Linked DNA regions of Mus musculus: all the other regions are linked to region 3. The links are chromatin contacts, called in public Hi-C and HiChIP or PLAC-seq maps. All regions are on one chromosome and are shown on one strand. Each heading gives the region's core, a stretch centred on a gene start, on an enhancer-like site or on the middle of the called end of the contact. The rest is flanking DNA. Distances are from core to core; before and after follow the strand shown. Region 1 has its middle 140 kb from the start of 4930448I06Rik. Region 2 overlaps Gm30248 (a long non-coding RNA gene). Region 3 overlaps Gm29260 (a long non-coding RNA gene).

Region 1 (3,457 bases), core at 706-3,205, 850 kb after region 3:
CATGTCACCAGATTTCAGTCAGATTAACACACTTTATCCAAAAAAGCAGACATTTGGCTTCATATACATGTGTATGTACAATGTATGATATATATGATTATATATACATACATATACATCACTGTTCTCTGTTCCTAGCCTTTGATATATATAATATTATGTATTATTTATAGATATTATATATATGTGTATATATATATACATATATATATACACATATATATACATATATATATATATACATATATATATATATATATATATATATATATATATATATATATATATATATCAAAGGCTAGGAACTCACAAAAGACAAATGATCAAAAAATATAACAAAATTTGCAACCATATTTCCTTTCAGTTATGTTATATATATGTTGGACCAACATGTTTCAGTTCCCAACTTAAAAATATATAGCATGCTTCCTATACTAGAAACTGAAATGATTAGGGTAACTACACACAATATTGGTATTTCAGGTAAAACAGAAGTTTTACTCAGTACTGTGATGTTGTATGGTTATTTCAAAACTAAATGACAGGTCCCACTGAAACTTTTAGTTAAAGTTTTAAAGGTTTGAAAATATTTTATTATCCTTATTATAAATGAGTAAAATGTGAACATTGATGGAGATATTCCAACAGAGGAAGGGTCTTTCCAATCACCCAAGTTTTGTTTTAGATGCTATTTACAATGCATTTACGTGCATTCTGCAGTGTTAACCTTGTATGAGAAATTGCAGCCTAATGGGTGGGCTGATCTCACCAGATCACTGCTGATGGTCAAATAACACACCCAAGGTGAGTCAGCTGGGTGGACAGTGATTTAATAACCAGCCACCAGCTGGCTCTTTAAGGAAGCCGGTCAGCTGCCACCATCTTCATAAGGTCTGTGATAGGGTTAGCTGATAAGTACCATACCTGTGCTGGGTTAGGAAGCTTGGGTTAGGAACCACACATCATTTAGGCAGTCCAGAGGCAGCACTGGATGCTTCTCTGAGCAGCAGAGCAGAAATGTGCAATGATGGGGCTTTATATATTGCGTCCCTGTTATTTAAAAGTTGTATTTAATTTTCTTTTATGAGTACTTGCCTTCTGTCTTTTTGTGCATGTGTGTTTGTGTATTATGTGTGTGCAGTGCCCAAGGAGGCTAGTAGATGGCAGCACATCCCAGAGTAACTGGGGTCATACATGGTCGTAAGATACCATTTAGGTGCTAGGAATGAAACTCATCCCCTGCAAGGGCAGCAAGCACTGTTAACTGCTGAGCCATTTCTCCAGCCCCCTTTTAACATTCTTAAACTATACACAGACATCTCATTTTTTAGAAGAACAAAACTGGCTTGCATAGGTAGCTCAGTGGTTCCTAGTTTGAAAAAAATCTTATGTGCCAATTGTCCTAGCCATTAATCATAAGGTGCTCTATGTTTCATATATTGGGTTAAGTTAGAACATCAGTTCCAGGGCTGGGGGGGGGGGGCGTGTAGGGGGGCTGAAAGAAGAAAGCAAGCATGTTGAAGGGAAAAACAAGACAATGGGGTTAAGATCTAACTATAAGTGACCACTGAACAAAATATTGATTTCCATGTTAAAAATAAATTAACAATCAAGCACTTTGCCACGAAGGAACTTGGTCTGAAGGGAAAATTTTCCAGTCGTTCCACAGGACAAGAATTCATGTGATGCGAAGGGACATCTTTCCTACGTTAAGCCGATGACCAACGTCATTCTGGCACCGAAAGTCTCTGCATGTGTGTGCAAACAGCAAGGCACTGTAAAAATGTAGTGATTTACTGAGGCTTAGCCGTGCTTAACAGTCTGCAGAAAGCTTTAATCTTTTGCATCGGTTTGGAATTAATAAACTGGGCCGAGTTCCCTCTCCTCTCCTCGGCATATGCAAAGAGAAAGATACAGCCTTCTCCTCCCAGCTCTGCGAACGAACGCCCCAGCCACAGTCATTAGCGAGGGGAATTGTGAGTAGTGACTGCGTGATTGGCTGGAGGCTTGTATTAACTGGGAAGCTTGTGAACGGATTGTTTGGTTTTATTCTCTAATCCGTGAGCCATTTCATTCATGAATATGTTGTTAATTCCAGAATACCAAGTTTTACTTTTAAGAGCTGAAGTATCCCAGAAATCAGAAGGGCTGGGTCTGGCAGCCTTTGTCTCTGTCCCCAACACAGACTATGAAAGCTGATATAGACTCCTGTGGTTGAGGACTTAGGAAAATGGCACACCTCCAGGTATTTTTTTTTCCTGGTTCAATTGCTTATGCGTTGGTATCTATGTGTCGGAAAACCTTTCCTCGTCATGGAAAGTCTATTTCCTACAATGTAGTATTTATAACCAGCATGTTGTTCACAATTTAGAAACCCCCTTGGAATCATTTCATACATTTCAAAGAAAAAAAAAAAACTTATGCCATTTTTTTTTCAAAATTTCCAAGAAAAAATAATAATAAAGGAGATGGGGGGGGAGAAAAAGAAAGAATCTAGGGTTATAAATAGTTACCTAAGAATCAGTATACAAATAAACGGAGGGGGTGAGATACAAATACAAAGTCAAAAATTGATTCTGGGATGGGTATAATGAATTAACAAGAGAAAGAAGAGCAAGCGACTAAGCCAAGGAGCCTCCTTCACGCAGGAGAAATTCTTGCCAATGAATTCTGTAAGAGCTTCTACAGCAAGAATGAAAATTTAAATGCCCACCAGGAATCAGATACGAGGAAATCACTTGTTTTTCTGATGTTAAAAGAAAGAGGGGAAAAAGAAGCAAAGAAAGAAACAAAGAAACAATGTAACAAAGAGGCAAAGAAATAAACAAACAAACAGAGAAGGAAGGAAGGAAGGAAGGAAGGAAGGAAGGAAGGAAGGAAGGAAGGAAGGAAGGAAGGAAGAAAGAAAGAAAGAAAGAAAGAAAGAAAGAAAGAAAGAAAGAAAGAAAGAAAGAAAGAAAGAAAGAGACAGAGAAAAATCGTGTTTCAGGCACAGGACCCTCTCTATACAGTGCCAGTTGTGTTTAAACATCTCTCAAATCAAAACCATGCCTGCTTGGATGCTGCAGATCGAACAAACCTGTTTGGAGATAACTGTGTCCTAATCTATCTGGAGTGAACTCATAGGTATTTGGGAAAGCGAACTTAGTTATCTTGGAGAATAATCTTCTCTAATATCTCAGGTTCCAAAGATCACAGACTAGACAATTCCCATTTAAAAGAAGGGGACCTGGAGCCAAGGCTTGTGCTCCACAAGTCTGATTTTTCTACCACGAGACTCCTCTCTCCCCTCCTCTCGTTTCTTAAAAGCAAATACAGAAAGCTATCCTGACGCTTAGGCGCTACTGCATTTCTAACGTGGGCACTTCGCTCTGAAGCGTCCCAGTCGCGTTTACAATCAAGGAGGTTATTTATGATCTCCCTTGCTCTGTTTCCTCTTTTATTTTTTGCGGTATTT
Region 2 (3,965 bases), core at 667-3,166, 740 kb before region 3:
CTGGCTCAGAAGTTAAGAGGACTAGCTGCTCTTTCATGAGGACCAGAGCTTAGATCCCTGCACCCATGTTAAGAAGATTACAGACACATATAACCACAGCTCAGAGGGATCTAATGTACTCTGTGCCTTCTGTGGGCACCTTCATACACATGTGCTCACACACTTGCCCAGACACATGCACACTATATAAAGAAAATTAAATTAAAATCAAGAAGCAGTAGTATATCTCTTTTGACATGATTATCAACAGGGAAGGAGCTAGTTCCATCTCCAGGTTCAGAGTGTGATGCAGTCAGTCCTGGGCCCTTCATTCTCAGCTTGTTAATGCCCTCTGAAATAGAAAATTGATTTTTTTTTTTTTATTAAAAACCAGAGAAGTGATGTCAGGGTCTGAATTCATTCCAGTCAAGTCTATTTAGAGCAGTGGTTCTCAACCTTCTTAATGTTGCAAACTTTTAATACAGTTCCTCATGCTTTAGTGACCCCCCCCCCTTAATCATAAAATTATTTTGTTGCTACTTTATAACTGTGATTTTGCTACGGTTATGAATTTTAATGCAAATCTTGGTTGTCTTTGATGGTGTTAGGCGACCCCTGTGAAAGGGTCGAGACCCACAGGTTGAGAACCACTGATTTAGAGCCTTCTTTGTTTTTGTTTTTCTAATCTAGGAAACCTGAAAGAACAGAGGTCCACTGTCAGCATTTGCACAGGAGGAAGTATTTCGAAGCCCCCATCACCTCGTCTGGCCTTATAGACCTGCTGATGAGGAAGGCCTTCTGCTCCCCTCCCCCAACCCTCTCCTCTTTCCATCTCTTGCCTAAAGGCTGCTCCGTTTGGGGGACTGTGCCCAAGGTGCTGCATGGTCGACCGACCGACCCCAGAGAAAGGCAGGCATCATCATCTCAGCTGCTCCCTCTGCTCTAAGGACCGGGGACTAGGAACATTCTGGCAAGAGAAGGGAGGGGGGGCCAAGCTTGGAGTCACACATGGCTGCATTTCGTATGGCAAGGCTTTCTTGTTTGTGCTTTCTTCCTATGGAAAAAAAAAAGGCTCTGGAAGGGGCCTGGGGAGCCAGATCAAATGTTCAAATGTACTGGCAGGGAGCCAAGGCTCAACTTCTCTGCCAGGAACTCCACGTTCTCAAGTCTTCACTGCTGTTGAAACTGATCGGGAAGGTTAATGAGATTAATATGGCCAAACACTGTGGGCTTCTGGGAAGCAAACAGCCAGGTAGGGAGGCCCAGTGTTGGACCAAGGTGGCTGGAAATAAGGTATACAACCCACTCCTAGAAAAGCTTGAGTGTTTTTACCGGACAATCCCTGTGCCGGGGCTGGCGAGGGAAGCGCACAGAACTCTACGTCATTGCTGAGGGTGAGTGAGTGACCTGGTCGGTTTTCATCTCACCAGCTCTGCCTAGCACTTGCCACCTATGTAGTTCCCCTAGTGACTTTTTTTTTTTTTTTTGCAAAAGAGTTTGAGTGTTTCATGAAAAATGGTGAAATAACACAGCCATGGGGGGGGGGGGAATCCAACTGGGCATGGGACAGAAAGTTGAAATGTCTCTATTGCGGGGACATGCCTTGAATAGATTTTTGAGCAAAGAGGAGAAGAGAGTTTTCTCTCTCTCTCTCTCTCTCTCTCTCTCTCTCTCTCTCTCTCTCTCTCCCTCTCTCTCTCTCTGTATTTATGAATATTTAAAAATGATATATAAGTGGAAGGACATGAAGGAAGAAGAAGTTTGGGTAAATCTATAAAACCGCCACAATTTATGAAGAGTTTAAAAGGCAATTTCTTTTAAAGGGGCAAATTCCTAATTTCCCACATAAAAGTATGGGAATTGAATGGTAAATCCTTCTCCACCGACAAGCCCTCTGAAAGAGGCATGAAAAAGAGTTACTGTTCCCGTCCATTCATGCCTCCTGAAAGCCATGGATGTGACACTCACTGCCCCGGAGCACGCAGCCTGTGGTTTCAAAGCTGCCGGGTGACTTCTCAGAAATGATCTATTGTGGCGCTTTGTTTCGTCCGGGTCACCCTCGTTTTGTTCTGCGAGGGCTGTGTTACTCTTCTGCCATTAATCCACCCTGTCTTCTCTTCTCTATTCAGAGGCACATTTCACTCCTCATCGTGCCCAGAGCGGGGATGAAGTGTCTGAGAAAGGCCTAGTGCTCTGCATGGCAGAGAGGGAGAGAGAGAGGGAGAGAGAGAGAGAGAGAGAGAGAGAGAGAGAGAGAGGAAGAAAGGAAGGGAAGCCATTTGAGGAGTAGCCAGGGTGGAAAAGGGAGTATTGGGTGGTGGCTTCATCCACTCAAGTGGACTCCAGGGACTCAGCTACACAGCTTTTGCATCTCTGGGGAAGGGGCATCCTGACACAGATCTCATGGGAGATTGTCCTTATTTTTCATCTTTGGCTTGATCTGCTCACTCATAGTTTGACAAATACAGACTACATGTAGCTCAAGGGTTGGCAGGCTGGAATGGACTGCAAAAAAGATACAATTATTTCCAAAGGAAAAAGATTAAGAAGAAAAATTAAACCTCAAACCTGCCATTTGGTTAGTATCTCAGATCGTGTTTGCATCCCTCCCATCTCATTGGAAACCCCCTTTTATCTGATTTTATCCAAAAATTACTTTCTTACACCCACCTTCTGGGTCACTTACTTTTAATATAGTTGGCAGGGACTATCCAGAGGTCTCCAAGGATCCCATGATAACTTTGTTAAACCATGCCAATTATCAGTGGATCTGATGTCTCTCCTTTGTACTCCATGCACAGGGGTTGCAGGTTTTTGTCCATCAGATCATACAGAGACTACAGACAATGGTAGCCATGGACTAAAGAGGGGCCTCTGAAGCCATCCAATTTCCTTTATAGCTGGTCCAGTGGTTGGTCCATTTCCCTGGGCTTAGGCTGCTCAGTTCTGATAGCCTGAAGACAAGAAGCAGCTACCATCCGCACAGACCCTGAGCCCAATGTGTTTCCCAGGGATGAACAGTGGGCAAAATGACAAACAGGGGAACAGCGAGGTCTCAAAATTCAGCTGAATGCTGACTCATTTTCACTAAATTGTGAATCTAAGATTAAGTTTTTTTAAGTTGCAGCAGTTAGGGAGACGACGGCTCCGTGAAAAGGAACACAAGCTTGTGAGTGTGAGTTCAGAGTTCAAATCCCTTACAAAACAGAACCCACTTAAAAAGTCACTGTCTGACTCAGAGACAGACCCTGACTGAAGGCAAGAAGGTGGGGAGCCACACAGGCGATACCAGACATCTTCAGTGGTCGCCATATATCTGTACATGGGCACACATGCTGGCACACTCATATGCATGCAACATATAACACACACACACACACACACACACACACACACACACACACACACACACACACACACACAGCATAGATGAAAGGTGCATCAACTTGAAGAAAATAAAAGAAAATGAGCCATTAACCTCAGTGTTCACTCCCATTTGAGCTTTGCGCCCTCAGTTGGGCAAATGACCTACTATGCTGGGTCCCCAATTTCACCACAGAGAAGAAAGATCTGTGGATTTACTTTAGTGGCTGATATACATGGAAAGGTTTCAGAGATGTGGCAAGTGCTTGCTCATCACTCCTGCAGGGTCTTAGCCTCCTAATATAGGAGGACCAGGTGGGGTTGAAGACCCTGCATGTCTACCCAGGCCCCAGAGCTGCAGATAATCCAGAGTTATACTATGTGGTGGTTTCTCTGGGAACTCTAGAGCCCCATCTGCCTACACAGCTCAATTTTTCCTAGAGTGGATGAGACAGAGCAAGGCTGTCTAGCAGGGACCGTGAAGTCCTCCTGTGAAATTTGAAGAGGACACACTATGTCACTAGCCCTTGACCTTCCCTGATAGTGCACAGGCACACTGGGCTGATGCATATAGTTTAAAGACACAGCTCAATTACAAGATGTGGTCCAGACAGCTGCCCTTA
Region 3 (3,847 bases), core at 557-3,056:
AATGAAAAGTGTCAAATCAGCACGTTAGTCCCTTTGAGTTGGGACTAAATTTCCAAGTAAACTAACTGAGTTAGAAGCAAAATATATCATAAAGGAAAACACACGGCTTTCAGAATATCTTGATCAGATCTGAGAAATTAAACTGAGAAATATCATTCCCTAAGATCCACACAGCCCAGTAAAGATATTTATTTACTATTAAAGTAATTGAGAGCCCTTTTTGATTTGTTTTCATTTTGGTGTAGGTGAAGGTGGAGAAAATGAGATAAAAGAAGGAGAAGCAAAATTTTCTTCTCTGAAATGATGATACAGATGAGCAAAATGCCTGGATTTTATCAAGTGGGGAGTTTTTCACTATTAGTTTGCCAATGCCATAAATCCCTCCTATCAGAAATCACTTATTGAGCTCAGAATCTAAGAGAGAGGGAAGCTGTCCGAAGCAGATCATGGCTTTGGTGGGGGAAAAAGTTTGGTTCCATTACAATGGGGGTGGGGGGAGGCTCAGAGAAAGCCCTTTCCTATGAAATGTAGCTAAGAAATCAATATTATAAAATAAATACAAACATACTCAATTCTTGTTTCAGGAGGCAGTGGTATATAAAGCCAGCTCAACCCAAGGCATGTCCATAAGCGTTTGTTGCAAGATGGCGGTCAAACGAGAATGCTTGCATGAAGACATGACTAAACATGGTCTAGTCAAGGGTTGTTGGCAAAGCAGGATGGGCACAATGATTTCACAAGTGGTTTGGTTCTAGGAAGAACTAATTAAAAGGTAAGTAAAAATTTAAAATGTAAATGATTCTATTTACTGAAATGATTTACTATTTACTAGTGGCTTCATTTTCTCTCTCTAAGCTAACTCATTTGCTGTATGTTTTTATCCAAGGGTTCTATATGTTCTCAGTAGGACATGCCTGGGATTGAAGTCATGGAATATTTAGACTAAACGGAGTTTGTGAAGGATTGTGTGTAGGCCATTGTTAGTTGTCTGCCCTGGCTTCCCATGTTTGGAATCAATCCAGTGTATCATACCAGGGCATTTGGAACATGTCTGTTCAGCAATGTCCATGTGCTAAAAATCCTCCCGAGAGTTCTACTGAGAGAGGATTAAAACTTGTCACTCTGCCAAGTGGCAGATCTTTGTTGGTCCTCTGCTGTGCACAGAGATGTGAGAGCTCATGTTACAGGTTAATTGCTTTCAGGGGCAGAGTAGCCTGAGTAGGGTTTGCCTTGGCTTAGCAGAGTATTAATAAAGAAACCCAACACAACCTGACCACCAATACCAGAGGCAGAAAATTCTGGCAGACCAAGGCAGCTGAGGGCCTGTGGGAGAGCCCAACATACTGGGCCAATCTGATATGCACAACACACACGGAGTTTTCTTTGATCAGTTCCATAAATGTTGAGCAAAGTACCCTTTTCTTCAGTATTTGTGAAAAATCAAACAAATAGTACGCAAAACATTGTGTTTCCAGTGAAATACGAGAATGAAAACAAATTCAAGGTGCAGACAGAGGAGGACTGAGGTACTGGTCATTCTGTAGATTTCTTCAGCTGAGCACAGCTCTGATTACTCCGCTTTACTTCAGGGTTTTTTTTTTTTTTCCTTTTTTTCTTTTTCTTAAATGAAAATAAGATTGCCCAAGAGTGAGACTTAGGTCCCAATTTTATCCGCTGCATTTTCTTTTTCTGGCCTGATTATAAACCCCCGGAAAAAAAAAATCAGCATTCTTTGTACAGTGAGAATAGTGCGCATCTTTCTAACAGCCTGAGCAATACTAATTACCCATTCTCTACTTAGCAAAGTAGACGGCTGCAACTACGCACGCTTGCAGAGTCCGCGTATGCGGAGGTAGCTGGCCTGTCAGCGTTTCCATTCTGTGGGAAATGCTTGAATAGACTTAAGAAACGGCAAAGCTGCCTCTTTTGCTTCAATCTACATTGCAATTTTAGCAAGCCAGCATTACTCCAAGCAGTATACAGTATATCCTAGTGTACACAAAGTCCAATTTGAATCTGTGGGATGAATTAAAATACCATATACTAAAGAGCTGTTCAGAAATAGTAAACTACTGTAGCTACCAGCTGCAATCTCTTATTTTGCCTTAAAACTCTTCTCCATTTAAATAAGGCCAGCATATGGCTTATCCTAGCTATACCTCTTAATAACAGGATAAAACTGCCTGGCTTGGAACATTATACAGCACTGCTTAAGTATTTACAAGGGCTGAGGTGTTTCCCCGCAGGAGCGGCAGCATGCGAAAGGCACAGTCCCCAGTAAAAACAGATATGTCTAATGTTTTCCAGTTCTCATGCTGCCGCTAGCCTCTCATCCTGCGTTTCTACTCCAGCAATTCTGTAGCAAGAAACATCCATAGAAACAATGCTCAGGACAGTGCTCCATGGCTGACCACCTAGAAAGAACTGGTCTGTGTTGTGAGTCTGGGCCCTGAGTGCAGCCCCTCGGCTTTCTGCATGGCTAGTGCGGGACAATGTCCCACACTCAGTTTCAAAATGTGCTGTCAGTCAGGGCTCTGACACCCGCGGACCTCAAAGTGAGGAGCAGTCACGGTGCAGCGTTGGTCAGTGACTGGTGGCCGGGTGGGTGAAGCAAGGTGGAAGGGCACACTTTGGGGGAACCGTCATTCGATTTTCCCATGCTCTGACAACTAGCAGTCCACAGGAGTTTTTCTTTCTTCTGTCTTCCCAGCCGGCCCTTTCTGCCCCCGCCTTTCCCTGTTCACCTCTCCCCCACCGTGCCCTGCCTTTGCTGAAAGAAAAAGACCTAAGTGCCACAAAAGGCCAAGGGTAGCTCAGTTTCAGACCCCAGGGCAACATGTGTTCAGCGAACAAGAGTGTAAGAAACACTGCATATAGCAGTTAAGGCTGTAGACATCCGAGGGTCTGATACAGCGCTCTTTGTAGCCATGCATATTTATTGACATTCAAAGAGGTTGTGCTGCATACCAGACAACAGCTATTGAGAACACAGGCAATCTTAAAATGATTAAGGCCCTGGAGTTTACTAAAGACATGGAATGCAAGGAATCAAGAGAAAGCCATAGAATATTAAAAATATTAATAATGTCAGTTCTAATAATTCAATATGAGATTTATTGTAGCCCAATCCTGTTCCAAATGGCATACCCTGTCTCTTTTTTTCCTCGAGAGTGAACAAAGATCACGGAACAGATTGTAACCTGGGTAAATTGCATGTCTGTTTACAATTGTATTTCACATATTTTATATATCATTTGCAAACGATTCCCCAAAGAAATATGCATCAAACTTTTGTGGAAAAAAATTGAAGATTTGATGACAATCTGCTTTTGCTTTCATTTGTTTCAGATGCTGCTGAGATCTTTGTATCTGAGTGCAGCGTCCCAGACTGGGGATCAGTGGGTCCTTTTGTTCCTTCTGCCTTTACATGGATAAACTACATTTCTTGTAATGATATCACCTCAATTAAGTAAAAGGGGTAGAAGAAACAGAAACCTCTTCGGGAAGACCACAGATCACATATGCAGCATCATCATAAACGTTTGATCAGATATGTGTGTGTGTCATCTGCGTCTAACCCCCACTTGGAAAACTCAAGTCCCTCTCCCGGATACTTGTCCTCCCAGGGGTACAGGATTCATGAGCTCCAAGTCTTGTCATCGCAAAGGTATCTTAGGTTATGATTTGAGGAGAACAGTTAAGTGTTGCAGCATATTTGGGGATACATTTTTTTGTAGTCTTCACTTTGGGAACGGGAAACTATTCCCTAGTAATTAATTGGTACAACTGATTCAGCTGTCAAGATGAAGTCTTATCTTGCAGTGGCTGTTTAAGCATTAGAACAACC

What was found. Hi-C and Micro-C count contacts between places; a contact is called where the count stands out from the background. HiChIP or PLAC-seq counts read pairs in DNA pulled down with a chosen protein or histone mark.
Region 1: a contact with region 3 is called in a Hi-C map of cortical neurons, with 3 times the contacts expected there. The contact joins two enhancer-like sites. A contact is called at or near these places in 2 of 484 Hi-C or Micro-C datasets (cerebral cortex and cortical neurons) and 1 of 115 datasets of contacts at active chromatin or transcription factors (astrocytes).
Region 2: an H3K4me3 HiChIP or PLAC-seq map of embryonic midbrain shows a contact between it and region 3, with 8 times the contacts expected there. The contact joins two enhancer-like sites. A contact is called at or near these places in 1 of 15 datasets of contacts at CTCF or cohesin (the NIH/3T3 cell line) and 2 of 115 datasets of contacts at active chromatin or transcription factors (embryonic basal ganglia and embryonic midbrain).

The regions. Positions count from the first base shown.
Region 1 is chr1:41,035,614-41,039,070 of GRCm38.p6, reverse strand. No RefSeq gene overlaps it. Among named protein-coding and RNA genes, the nearest start is that of 4930448I06Rik, 140 kb to the left of the region's middle. Within about 2 kb of position 1,955, at least 15 of the 459 cell types and tissues checked have an H3K27ac peak or open chromatin away from gene starts, as enhancers often do. A contact at or near this core is called in cerebral cortex and cortical neurons, where this site is marked.
Region 2 is chr1:42,627,057-42,631,021 of GRCm38.p6, reverse strand. It overlaps Gm30248 (a long non-coding RNA gene), which reads left to right. Exons shown (of 3, transcript XR_373380.2): 2 at 670-1,373. Among named protein-coding and RNA genes, the nearest start is that of Gm30248, 11 kb to the left of the region's middle. Within about 2 kb of position 1,916, at least 35 of the 459 cell types and tissues checked have an H3K27ac peak or open chromatin away from gene starts, as enhancers often do.
Region 3 is chr1:41,889,925-41,893,771 of GRCm38.p6, reverse strand. All of the region lies in intron 1 of Gm29260 (a long non-coding RNA gene), which reads right to left. Among named protein-coding and RNA genes, the nearest start is that of Gm29260, 150 kb to the right of the region's middle. Within about 2 kb of position 1,806, at least 32 of the 459 cell types and tissues checked have an H3K27ac peak or open chromatin away from gene starts, as enhancers often do. A contact at or near this core is called in cerebral cortex and cortical neurons, where this site is marked.